3 separate regions of the Sus scrofa genome follow, and regions 1 and 3 are each linked to region 2. Evidence: chromatin contacts called from public Hi-C and promoter capture Hi-C data. All regions are on one chromosome and are shown on one strand. The core of a region is the stretch at or near the end of the contact, and the rest is flanking DNA. Distances in the headings are between cores, read along the strand shown.

Evidence for each region. Promoter capture Hi-C pulls out the DNA fragments that hold promoters and counts their contacts. Hi-C and Micro-C count contacts between places; a contact is called where the count stands out from the background.
Region 1: a Hi-C map of adipose tissue shows a contact between it and region 2, with 2.6 times the contacts expected there. The contact joins the enhancer-like site here to the promoter of GPR153 in region 2. A contact is called at or near these places in 1 of 5 promoter capture datasets (liver), 27 of 47 Hi-C or Micro-C datasets (adipose tissue, alveolar macrophages, blood and 14 more) and 1 of 2 datasets of contacts at active chromatin or transcription factors (skeletal muscle).
Region 3: a promoter capture Hi-C map of liver shows a contact between it and region 2, with 4 times the contacts expected there. The contact joins the promoter of ACOT7 here to the promoter of GPR153 in region 2. A contact is called at or near these places in 2 of 5 promoter capture datasets (both in liver) and 21 of 47 Hi-C or Micro-C datasets (alveolar macrophages, blood, embryonic fibroblasts and 11 more).

The regions. Positions count from the first base shown.
Region 1 is chr6:67,220,555-67,223,987 of Sscrofa11.1, reverse strand. It overlaps ACOT7 (cytosolic acyl coenzyme A thioester hydrolase), which reads left to right. Exons shown (of 9, transcript XM_003127525.6): 2 at 91-208. Among named protein-coding and RNA genes, the nearest start is that of ACOT7, 32 kb to the left of the region's middle. Within about 2 kb of position 1,542, at least 16 of the 83 cell types and tissues checked have an H3K27ac peak or open chromatin away from gene starts, as enhancers often do. A contact at or near this core is called in adipose tissue, alveolar macrophages, liver and 1 more, where this site is marked.
Region 2 is chr6:67,146,944-67,150,784 of Sscrofa11.1, reverse strand. It overlaps GPR153 (probable G-protein coupled receptor 153), which reads left to right and starts at 1,466. Exons shown (of 7, transcript XM_021095249.1): 1 at 1,466-1,705.
Region 3 is chr6:67,251,984-67,255,391 of Sscrofa11.1, reverse strand. ACOT7 (cytosolic acyl coenzyme A thioester hydrolase) reads left to right here and starts at 1,295. Exons shown (of 9, transcript XM_003127525.6): 1 at 1,295-1,484. The coding sequence starts at 1,297.

The DNA.
Region 1 (3,433 bases), core at 293-2,792, 73 kb before region 2:
AGGCCCTTTGGGGGACCTTCCCTCCCCTGAGGGCTGCTGGTCCCGCGGTCCCGCCAGGGCTCAGCCTCTGCCTCTCTCTCCTCCCTCCAGGATCATGCGGCCCGACGACGCTAACGTGGCTGGCAATGTGCACGGAGGAACCATCCTGAAGATGATAGAGGAGGCTGGAGCCATCATCAGCACCCGGCACTGCAACAGTCAGGACGGGGTGAGCGCCGGGCCACGGGGAAGGTTCTGGGCTCCATTCCCTCTGTGGCCTCTCGCCTCTGTCGGGTCAGGAAAGGAGGTTCATTGTTGTTGTTGTTGTCTGGCTGTGAACACGGCTTGCAGAAGTTCCCAGGCCAGGGCTCGAACCCACACCATAGCTGCTACCAGAGCCATAGCAGTGACCACGCCCGATCCTTAATCACTGAGCCACCAGGGAACTCCCAGGAAAGGGATTTGGATGGAGCCCAGGCCCAGAGCCTTCCCCTCCCTGGACCCCAGGCCTGGGGGCTTCCAGAAGCTCTGGCCCTGGATGGGAGATGCCTTGGATTGGCGCTTGGTTTGGGGCTCAGCAAGGAGGGGTGGGGGCTTACAGAAAATGAGCTGAGATTTAAAAAAAGGAAAGAAAACAAGCTGAGAGCCAGCTACCAGAGCTACCTTTTCCTTTTTCTTTTTCTTTTTTTCTTTTCAGGGCCGCCCCCGTGGCCTATGGAAGTTCCCAGGCTCGGGATCGAATCGGAGCTGTAGCTGCCGGCCTGCACCGCAGCCACAGCAACGTGGGATCCAAGCTGCGTCTGTGACCTATACCACAGCTCACGGCAGCGCCGGATCCTTAACCCACTGAGCAAGGCCAGGGGTGGAACCCACATCCTCACGGAAACTAGGCGGGTTCGTTACCACTGAGTTATGATGGGAACTCCCCAGAGCCACCTTTTCAGCCCTCCCCTGTGTTTGGAAATAGTCTTAGCTTCCTGATTCCCATGGGCCCACCCCCAGATCCTGTGTGGGTGGCAGCTCACCCTGGTGTCAGACTGCCTGGGCCCAGGGTCCGTGGGCAAGTCTGGGGCTCTCCCCTTGGTGGCCTCTGGGCTGTGGGCCTGGCAGGTCTGCACAGGCACCTGCGAGGGTGCCCGCTCTCCACCCATTGTCCAGACAGGGCCAGGCTTGTGGTTTTAGGGCTTCAGGGCATCTGCGTTGCTCATCCCTGCCCCCAGCCCTACGGGAGTGGACGTTCTCTCTGAAGGCCACCTGCCCGTGGGTGCTGGGGCAGGGGTCTGTACTGCAGCTGCCAGCTTGATGCCAGTTTAGAAGCAGCTCCCTGGGCAGCCCCAGGCCTCTAGGTACCTGTGGGCCTCAGCTAGCCACTTGCCAAGTCCCTGCCTTCCAGGCCCAGAGAAGGATGCTTGTGTGCTGGTGTAGTCTGCGCGTGAGTGTGCAGCATTGCATGTGTAGGTGAACGCAGCTGGGGTGAGTGTGAGGTGTGTGGGGCTTGGGCTGGGCCCTCGCCGTGGAGGAGGGCCTTTCCTGTCTGCTGCGGGTGCCCTAAGGCTCTGGGGCGGAGCCTGGGCTGGGTCAGAGAGCGCCCTCTGGTGGCCCTGAGGGGCCAGGCTGAGGCGGGAGCCCATGGCCTGGTAGACCCTCCTGGAGAGAGTGAGGGTCCCAGCCGGGCCTGGCAGCGAGCTGGAGCTGGACGTTGCGAAGGAAAAGCCCCCGGACTGGAGCGTGAGGAGGAGGGCCTGGGCCAAGTGGTTGGCAGAGCCCTCGGTGACCGCCAGCATGTGGCAAAGCGCCTAGCTTGTGTCATCCTCACGACACCCCTGGGATCATAGAGGTGATTATTTTTAATATCCCCACGGCACAAGTGAGGAGACTGAGCTAAGAGGTTGACTGCTTGCCCCAAGCCAGGTGGGAGGCACGTGGTTGCACTGGGTCTTGAACCTTTGCTCTGAGCCCCGTTCGTCCTGTTCCTGCCCCAGAGTGAGCCTCGGGCACAGGTGTGCGAGGCTGGCTCTGGGCTGGTGGTCCCAGGAGACAATCTGGGATCCCAGGCTCAGGAAGAGGGTGTGACCCCCCCGCCCCCAGCAGCTCCAGGGGGCTGATGCTGGCCTCTGGGGCTCTGGGCGGACCAGGGCACTGCCACCCACAGTCCCCTGGTGGTTCCACCCAGCCAGCTTTAGTACCATGAGGTAGCCCCGAGGTTCTGTGTCCAGCCAGCTCCACCTGGGTCTTTGACCTGGACGAGCCGAGAACACTCAGGACCTGCTCCTAGGTGACTTCTGCTCAGTAAGTGACCTCTGCAGCCTGTGGTTTCCTCAGGTTAACACCTGCAGCCTCTGTTGACTGCCTTCCTCACACCCGTGGACACTGGCATCCAGTCCTGTTGGCTTCGCCTCCTGGATGGTTCCAGGTCTGAGCGCTGTGCACCAGCTCCCCCGGCATCTGGGCTGAGCCACCGTCACTTCCCTCCTGAAACAGCCTCCTAACAGTGGCCTCTGCTCCTCCTGCCCCTCGCCTGCGCTCCATCAGCCGCCAGAGAGACCTGTCCCTCTGTGCCCTCAGCACGCCCTCGGGCCATGCCGGCATTCCTGCCCCAGGGCCTTTGCACTGGCCCCTCCCCTGCCTGGGCTGCTTGTCCCCCAGAGACCCGCTTGGCTCCCCCGTCCTTCCAGTCTCTGTGTAAATACGATCTCCGCTGTGGCCTTCCCCGCTGGCCGGCTCCCTCACTGCTCCCAGCTCCTCCCCCATTGCTCTGTGGCTCCTGGCACTGTGCTTTGCTCGTTTAACTTTGGGCCACCTGCCCCACTAGAGTGTCAGCCCCACCAGAGCAGGGACTTTGGCCCATCGATTTCCCGCTGGACACTTGGCACTCCTGTTGGCTCTGCGTCTGGAAGTGTCCTGAGGGCTTCTGTGTGACACACCCTCGTGGAGCACCAGTGCTATGCTGCAAGCTGGACATTCCTTACCTGGGGAGTCTTCTTAACCCCCCTCTGCAGGTGTAGAAACAGGCCAAGAAAAGCCACAGGGCTTCCCAAAAGTCACAGAGCTGCATCCTCGGAGCTGGCAGCAGCCGAGGGGGCCCTGTTGGCTGTGGGGCAGGTGCAGCCCAAATGACAAGAGTAGCAGGGTTAACCCTTCTGGACTCTGATCCCTACTTTTCTGTGAGAAAGGGGCAGTTCACGCCCTCCTCGCCACACATCATCCGCTGGAATCCTGGCAATGGTCACTGGTACCCTTTATTGTCTGCTTTGGAAAGAGACGAGCCCCAAAGCTAGTAAGCGGCAGTGCCGAGATTTGAGCCCAGGGCGCTCAGACCTGTTCTTTCTGGCTCTGCTGCTGCTTCTCTTCCTCCCCTTTCCTCTTCGTTTCCCTCTCCTTCTCCTTGCCGTACCTGTAGTCTGCAGCAGTTCCCAGGCCAGGGATGGAACCCACGTCACAGCAGCGACCCAAG
Region 2 (3,841 bases), core at 217-2,716:
TACTTATAACCAGGGCCACATGGGCAGGGAGCTGGCTCACTAGGGACCCTGACCACCCAGAAGCCACATACAGGGAGTGCATGGCCTGGGGCTCCATATTCACCAGCCCTGCTTCCTTGTGCAGCCTTTTATACAAATACCTTTACTTTTGTCTCATGACCCTAGGAGTTCCCTGATGGCTCAGTGGGTTAAGGACCTGGCATTGCCACTGCTGTGGCTTGGATCGCTGCTATGGCGCTGGTTGGATTCCTGGCTGGGAAACTTTTGCATGCCACAGGCATGGCAAAACGAACAAAAACCAAAAAACTGACCCTATGGCTCACTCTAGGTGCCCTAAAAGCTGCTTCTGATTCCCCAGCTGTTTCTGGGTGTGGAGACAGTCAGGCAGGCGCAGGAGCTAGGCTCTCCAGCAGCACAGGCAGCACTGGCTGCATTTGGTTGACTCTAGTTCTGGGCAGGTGGCCGCCTTCCTCCAGACACAGGGCCGCCCACTCATGGATGCTGCCCAGATGCGTGGCAGGACAGTGACAAGTGACTCCAGAGGCCTTTTGTCCAGGGTGTGTGTGGTCACTGGCTTCCTAGAACAGACAGACTGGATCCTCTGGCTGGATGGGAGGCCAAGATGCCAGAGGCCACTCTCTCTTGTGACCTGGGCCCCCAGAAACCCCCATCAAGAGGACTAATAATAGGTTTCCCCATCTAGCCTATAGGTGACAGCCTGTGACCCCACTAGGAGTGCGAAGTGCAGGGGGAGCTCCTGAGAGAGGGGAGAGGGTCAGGGGCTCCAGGGTGCAGGTCCCAGCCCCTCCCAGCTGCGTGGTTGTGGTCTCAGCTTCACAGAGGACATTTGAGCCCATGGCAGGAGAGGCAACCACCCCGCAGCCCAGGGGTGCATTCACTTGATTCGAGGGCTGAAGCCCTCAGGCCGAGGGGCGGTTTAACCTCGGGGGGCCCATCCTCACCTCTCCCTGCTGCGCCCCCTCCCCATCCCACCCCAATTCCCAGGCCCCCCTCGTCCTCTCCACGCCCCGCCTCTATGGTTCACCTCGGAGGTGGCTTCCTTCGGGAAAGCCTCCCTGAGGCCCCCAGCCCCGGCCCTAGGTTCCCACCGTCCATTCCAGCCCCAGGCCCCCTTGGCCTAGGTCTTCCCCTGGCATCGGGAGTGTGGACGGACCCAAGACGGCAGCGAGAGGCCGAAGCGCGGTCCCGGAGCCGCGGGAGGCGCCGCCGTCCCAGGGGGCTTCGGCTAGGCGGCGCGGGTGCGGAGGGCGCGCCTCCGCCAGCGCGAGAAAGACAGCGACCGACAGACGCGCGGACAGACACACCGACGCGCCCGGCCGCGCCTCCGAGGGGCGGGGGCGGGGCGGTCCGAGGGGCGGTGCGGAGGCCCCGCGGAGGCATGCGCCCTGCTCCGCCCCCCGCCCCCGGCCGCCCGGGCGCAGCCAGCAGAGCGGCGGGAGCGGAGCACGGCGGCGGCGGCGGCGCGAGGGGAGGGAGGGGCAGAGGGGCGGCGGGGCCGAGCCGAGCGCAGCGGAACGCGCCGGCCACGGGCGGCCGCCGCCAGGATGCCCCGGCCCGCGGGCCGCTCCGCCGCCGGCCATCCCCGCGGCCCCCGGCGGCCCGCGCTCGGCCCGGGGGCGCGGGAGCTGCAGCCGGAGCCGGAGGCAGGAGCAGCGAGCTGGAGCCCCGGGCGCCCGAAAGCCGGGTGAGCGCCGCCGCCGTGGTCCGGGGGTTGGCTGGGCGGGAGGACCCCGGGCAGGGGACCCGAGAGAGGACTCCGGCCGGGGAGGGGCTGTCCGCGGTCTGTCGGTCACGGGGTCGGTCGGATGGTCGCGGACACCGCTTCAAGCTGCGCACCCCTCCCCAACTTAGGGACCTCGGGGTAACTTCCCGAGAGCCACCCCTTCTTCTGGGCCTGGCAGCGCCGCCCCCGAGCGGGGGGCTTGCTTGCTGGAGGCGGGGCTGCCGGGTCTGGGGGTCGGGGGCCCATCCTTGCCCCGCGAAACCCGGGGGAGCGTCCGGGGACCGCAGTCCGGTCAGCGTCGGCTCCAGGCTGTGGCTCGGACGCGCCCTCGGGGCTGGGCAGGGCCGGGGGGCCCCGCTGGGGCCGGAGCGCGCGCCGGGGTCGGGCGGGGGATCCGAGGGCCGAGCAGCAGGGACCGCGGGGCTGGGGGGCGGGCGTGGCGGGCGGGGGGCGTGGCGGAGATGTCGAGGCTCCGGGCCGCGAGCTCCGCCCTGGGCGGCGGCCGAGCAGGCCCTTGCAGGACGCACGGGCAGCAGCGCGGGCGGAGAGCAGCCTGGGGGCGGCAGCCCGAGCCCGGGAATCCTTTCAAGTTCTGGGTTCTCTTTGTTGCGCAATAGAGCCCTGGGGCCATGCGGCCTCATTGGCCCAGGGCCCTGACGTCACGCCGGGGCCCCGCCCGCAGGCCCTGCGGAGGGAGTCCAGCGGGTCCCAGGGACGCTACACCTGCAGCCTGCCCTACGACGTCCTGGGGGGAGAGGGAGGGAAGGGAGGGTCCCTGGGGACCCAGGGTTGGGGGAAGTCCAATCCTGAAAGGCCATGGAGACTCCTTGAGTGTGATGCGGGAGAAAGTTCCCCCGCAGGGGGCAACAAGACGCCTGGGGTGTTAGGGTCTGGCCTCTAGGGTCCGCTGCTCCCTGTGAAGAATGAACGTGGAAGGTGTGTGACCAGTGAGTCGCTGGTCATCAACCTGGAGGAAAGGGGACTCCTTGCTCCCACAGAGCCAGCCCCCTCTCACTCTGCGTTTGGAGGCTTTGCTGTCCACTCCCCACCTCAGTGATAGATCAGGACACCGGGCTCAGGAGTCCACACACCCAGCTTTCAAACCTCCTCCATGTGTTGCATGGGGCTCTGAGCCTCCGTGTTCCCATCTGCATCGAGAGGACTTTAGGATCCATCTTTCAGGGGCAGGAGGCTCAGAAAGACAACCTCAGCTCAAGGAACAAAAAAAAAAAAAAAAATGCCAAGTTTCCAAGCATTTTAATGTTTGAGAGGCCAGGGTTTTGATGTCAAGCAAGCCGAGTTTGGATCCTGGCTCAGGCACATAATAACTTAGGCATATGGCTCTACTTCTGCTTGACCATCTTTAAAATGGGTGAGCTGGGAGTTCCCTTTGAGGCTCAGAGGTTAACCAACCTGACTAGGAATCATGAGGATGCGGGTTGGATCCCTGGCCTCGCTCAGTGGGTTAAGGATTCGGTGTTGCCATGAGCGGTGGTGTAGGTTGCAGATGCAGCTCGGATCCCGCATTGCTGTGGCTGCGGTGTAAAGCCTGCAACTGCAGCTCTGATTCGACCTCTAGCCTGGGAACTTCCATATGCCGAGGGTGCAGCCCTAAAAAGCAAAAATAAATAAATAAATAAAATGGGTAAGATGACCGTCCTTCAGGCAAGATCCCCGAGAGGAGGGTGCCTGTTCCAAGGAGGGAACCTGAGGGCACGTTCACCTGCCCACAAACCTAGGCTTTTCCCTGCAGTGAGAACCAGGAGGGTAGGCTCGGGGAAGAACTGGCACGATGAAGAGTCTGGGGGCTGGGCTCAGCGTCACAGGGGTCAGACAGCCTGCTTGGGCATCAGAGGAAATGCCTCCCAATCTGATGGCCCGGCAGCCCATTGCAAGTAGAAATAGATGCCGGCCCACCAGGTCAATGCTAAATCCAGTTTTGTAGGTGTTTATTTTTGGCTGCAGTGGGCCGTGGTTTGATATGGGATCTCAGTTCCCAGACCAGGGCTTGAACCCCGGCCGCATTGGTGAAAGTGCTGCATCTTAAGCACTGGACCATCAGGGAACCCCCTGCAGTTTTCTGTTTGATGATGTGAG
Region 3 (3,408 bases), core at 46-2,545, 100 kb before region 2:
TTTTGTGTTTTTGGCCACTTTGCAGCACATGGAGTTCCCACACCAGCGATCAGATCCGAGCCAGTTTCAGCCAACATCACACCGGCAGCAATGCTAGAACCTTTAACCTGCTGTGCCAAGCCTGTGTCCTGGTGCTGCAGAGACAGCGCCCACCCCATTGCGCCCCAGCAGGAACTTGTCTGCCCCTCTCTGGCAGGGATCTGGCTGTTAATTCTGACCCAATCAGCCCATTCCCCAGTCTAGGACCCATGCTGAGTGGTGGTTACGCAGGCTTGCTGACCCTAGACACCTGCAGCGACTTAATTCGTGCTAGAAAATGACATTTTTAGTTTAATAATCTTGAAATGATAGACATGACCCGGTTTGCTCCCTCTGGTCCTGAGGCTTATAGATAAGTGGTGGGCTGCTGCTATGGTCTGGTAATACAGGTGTGACCAGGAGGAACTATTTAGTTTCGTATAAATAGGTCTTCAAATTGCACTGGAGAACTTGAGTTATGTGGGTTTTGATTTTCAAAAATCTGACTATAGAAGCAATTTATGTTCATTGCAAAACATTGGGGAAAAGTCATATGTAGTTTTATCGAGTAAAAGCGCTCTGAAATTACGACACAAAGATGTGTTCACCTTCCCCCTCTTTTTTGGGCGGATTTTGTGACCTCAACTTGGCCTGGACTCCCTTGCAGGGGATACAGTATGCAAAAGAACCTATTAGCATCTTTGGGGCTCTTCACTGCAGGTCAGGCACTCCCAGGACAATGCTCAGCGCTCTAGAAAAGTCTCCTTGGAATAACCCAGAGGTGCTTTGCAATTGCAGGCTGGGGCAGCAGAGGCCTGACGGCTTCTTGCTCCCCGTTTTGCGCACCCTAGCCTGGCCAGGAAGGCTCCTTTACGAGAAAACCGCCTCCAGTTTCCTCTCGAAGTTGATCTGAGAAAGCGCGACCAGGCCACCGCCTCCCGCAGGCCTCTCCGCCCACGCAGGCATCTGGGTCTCAGGTGCGGCCTCGTCGCCTCCTGGGCGCGCCCCAGGCCCGCGGATGGGGTAACGACGCGAACAAACACGCGCAGGGCGAGGCTGACCCTGGTGGCTGCCCAGCCCCGCGCCCGTGCCTCTCAACGGCCGCCGAACCTTCTGGAAGCGGCGCCCCGCCGCGGCCCCACAGCCGCCGCCAGAACCGGACGCCCAGGGAGCCGACGCGGGCCGGGGGGCGGGGCGGAGGCGAGCGCGCGGGGCGGGCCTTCGCAGGAGTCTGTGTTCGATTCGCGGTCGGCGCGCAGGCCCCGCCTCCCTGGCACCATGGCCCCGCCTCTCCCCTCCCCCTCCATGGCGCCACCCGGGCTCATTCATTTCGCCCCGGGCCTGCCAGACACCTGCGTTCTCCCTCGGCCGCCCGCCTCCGCTGCTGCCGCTGCCGCCGCCGCCGCCGCCGCAGCCAGCATGTCGGGCCCCACCGCGGATACCCCGTCCGCCATCCAGATCTGCCGGTAAGCGTGGCGTGCGGCGGCAGGCGGCCAGGATTCCGAGTCGCCGCCCGGGCCTGGCCGACCCTGTGCGCCCTCCCCTCCTCAGTCCCCGCCCCCGCCGGGCCGGTTACCTCCGGACTCCGCCCGCCCGCCGCGGCTGGGATGCGCCTCCGGCGCCGCAGAGCCGGCAGCCTCACCGCGTCTCTCTGCCGGCCTCCGGCGCATCTCCGGTCACGCAGGCCGTTTGCATGAGGAAGCGGTGCGGAGCCCTTCCCCTGGGCGGGGGTCGGAGCGCATCCCCCCTCTGCCCAGCCCAGCCCAGCCCTGCCCCGCCCGGTGCCCGAACGCGCCGAAGCCCCAGCCCAGGTCCCAGTGAGCCCCCTAATTCGAGGTCGTGATCCGGGCGGTGGTGCAAAGCCAACCGGATATCCCGACCTGTGCGGCGCAAGTAACCCGCTGGCTGGGCGGCGGCCGGAGCCCATCGGTGGGCGCCCGAGTGGGCGGGGGCTGCAGATATGCAGTCCCTCCTGTCCGCTGCCACGGTTTGGGGCGGGGCGGGGGGAGCAGGCTGTTAACAGCAAGAACAGGAAATGCCCTTCCTCTGTAACACTGCACTGCTAGGAGGGGAGGATGGTCGTTGAGCCCGGAAGCATCTTACACAATGGGGGCAAAGGCTTGTTCTTGTTGGGGGACCAGCCCTGCCTTTCTCCACCGGCACCGGCAGATCGAGGGCCTGGAGGACGCGCGGGAGATCGCGAGCCGGCTCATTTCCGACAGGAGCGGGAGGGCAGCCTCAAGGTTACTCTCCATTCCCTGGGACCGAGTGGAAGCAGGCACGGTGGCATTTGAGCTAAGGAGGGGCGAGGAAGCTAGGAAGGCCGAATGGTGGCTGGGGCCTGCCACGGGGCCTGTGCTGCTTGATGCCTCGGCGGAGAGTGACAGCGGCTTCCTGTTTGAGGGCCAGTCCTTCAGATTTGGAGATTGGGCATCACACTGACCTTGGGTCCAAGCCAGATTAGTTTCCTGTGAATGCCGGCATCTCTTTAGAAGAGGCAAAGGCTGGGCATACACTATGGTATCAAGGGGGTGCCCTGAATCCTGACCTCAAGGGCAGTTTTGATCTTTCTAGGGAGAGGAATTCTCTGGGGAGGGGGGGGTCTTTCACCACTGATTTGTTATTGGCTGTCTTGGCCCCACCCACTCCAAGTTCCAGGGGCAAAAATAATAGAAGTGGCTGATCCTGGGAGACAGAAGGGCCTGGAGTCTAGGCCTAAGATCCGTCTCTGCTGCGTATTGGCCAGGTGAACTTGGAGTTCATCTTTGCAAAGGGTTTTAACATCTCTCATGTTGCTCGGTTTGCCCAGCATCCCTGGGGAGGGAGGATGGCAGGAATCTCACCACTCTTGCTGTGGAAGAGGAGACAGGTCCTGGGAGACGCACTGCCTCCATAAGGTCATCCAGCCACAGGAGCGGGAGGGGCGGCTGCTGATAGGTCCTCTCTCTCCGGAGCTGCGTTTTTTGCACTGTGCTCTCCCCCAAATGGAATACTGATTTCAGGGTACTCAGAAAGGCTTATTACTTCCTCAGGGTGATGACTAGCCAGTCCATATATGTGACCGTTTTAAAAATCAGCTTCCAACCTTACTAGACACACTTCCGCGTGTGTGCCCATGCTTCTTTTTGCTTCTTAGCCGTGGTACTTGCCTATCTCTCAGATACTCACAATGGCATATTGTCTCTGAATGGGGACACATGGACAGGGCACCTGGCTGAGGTCGGCCTCAGGTGCCCAACACAACTGCCAGAGGGCCTGCAGTCACCAGGGCTTGGCCTAGAGAAATCTCAGGACATGGGAGAGTGGATGTACCAGCATGGGAAGCTCTTTAAGGCCATCTGAGCCAATGGCCCATGTTGAAAGAGGAGCCTCCTGGCTTGGGGCAGCCAA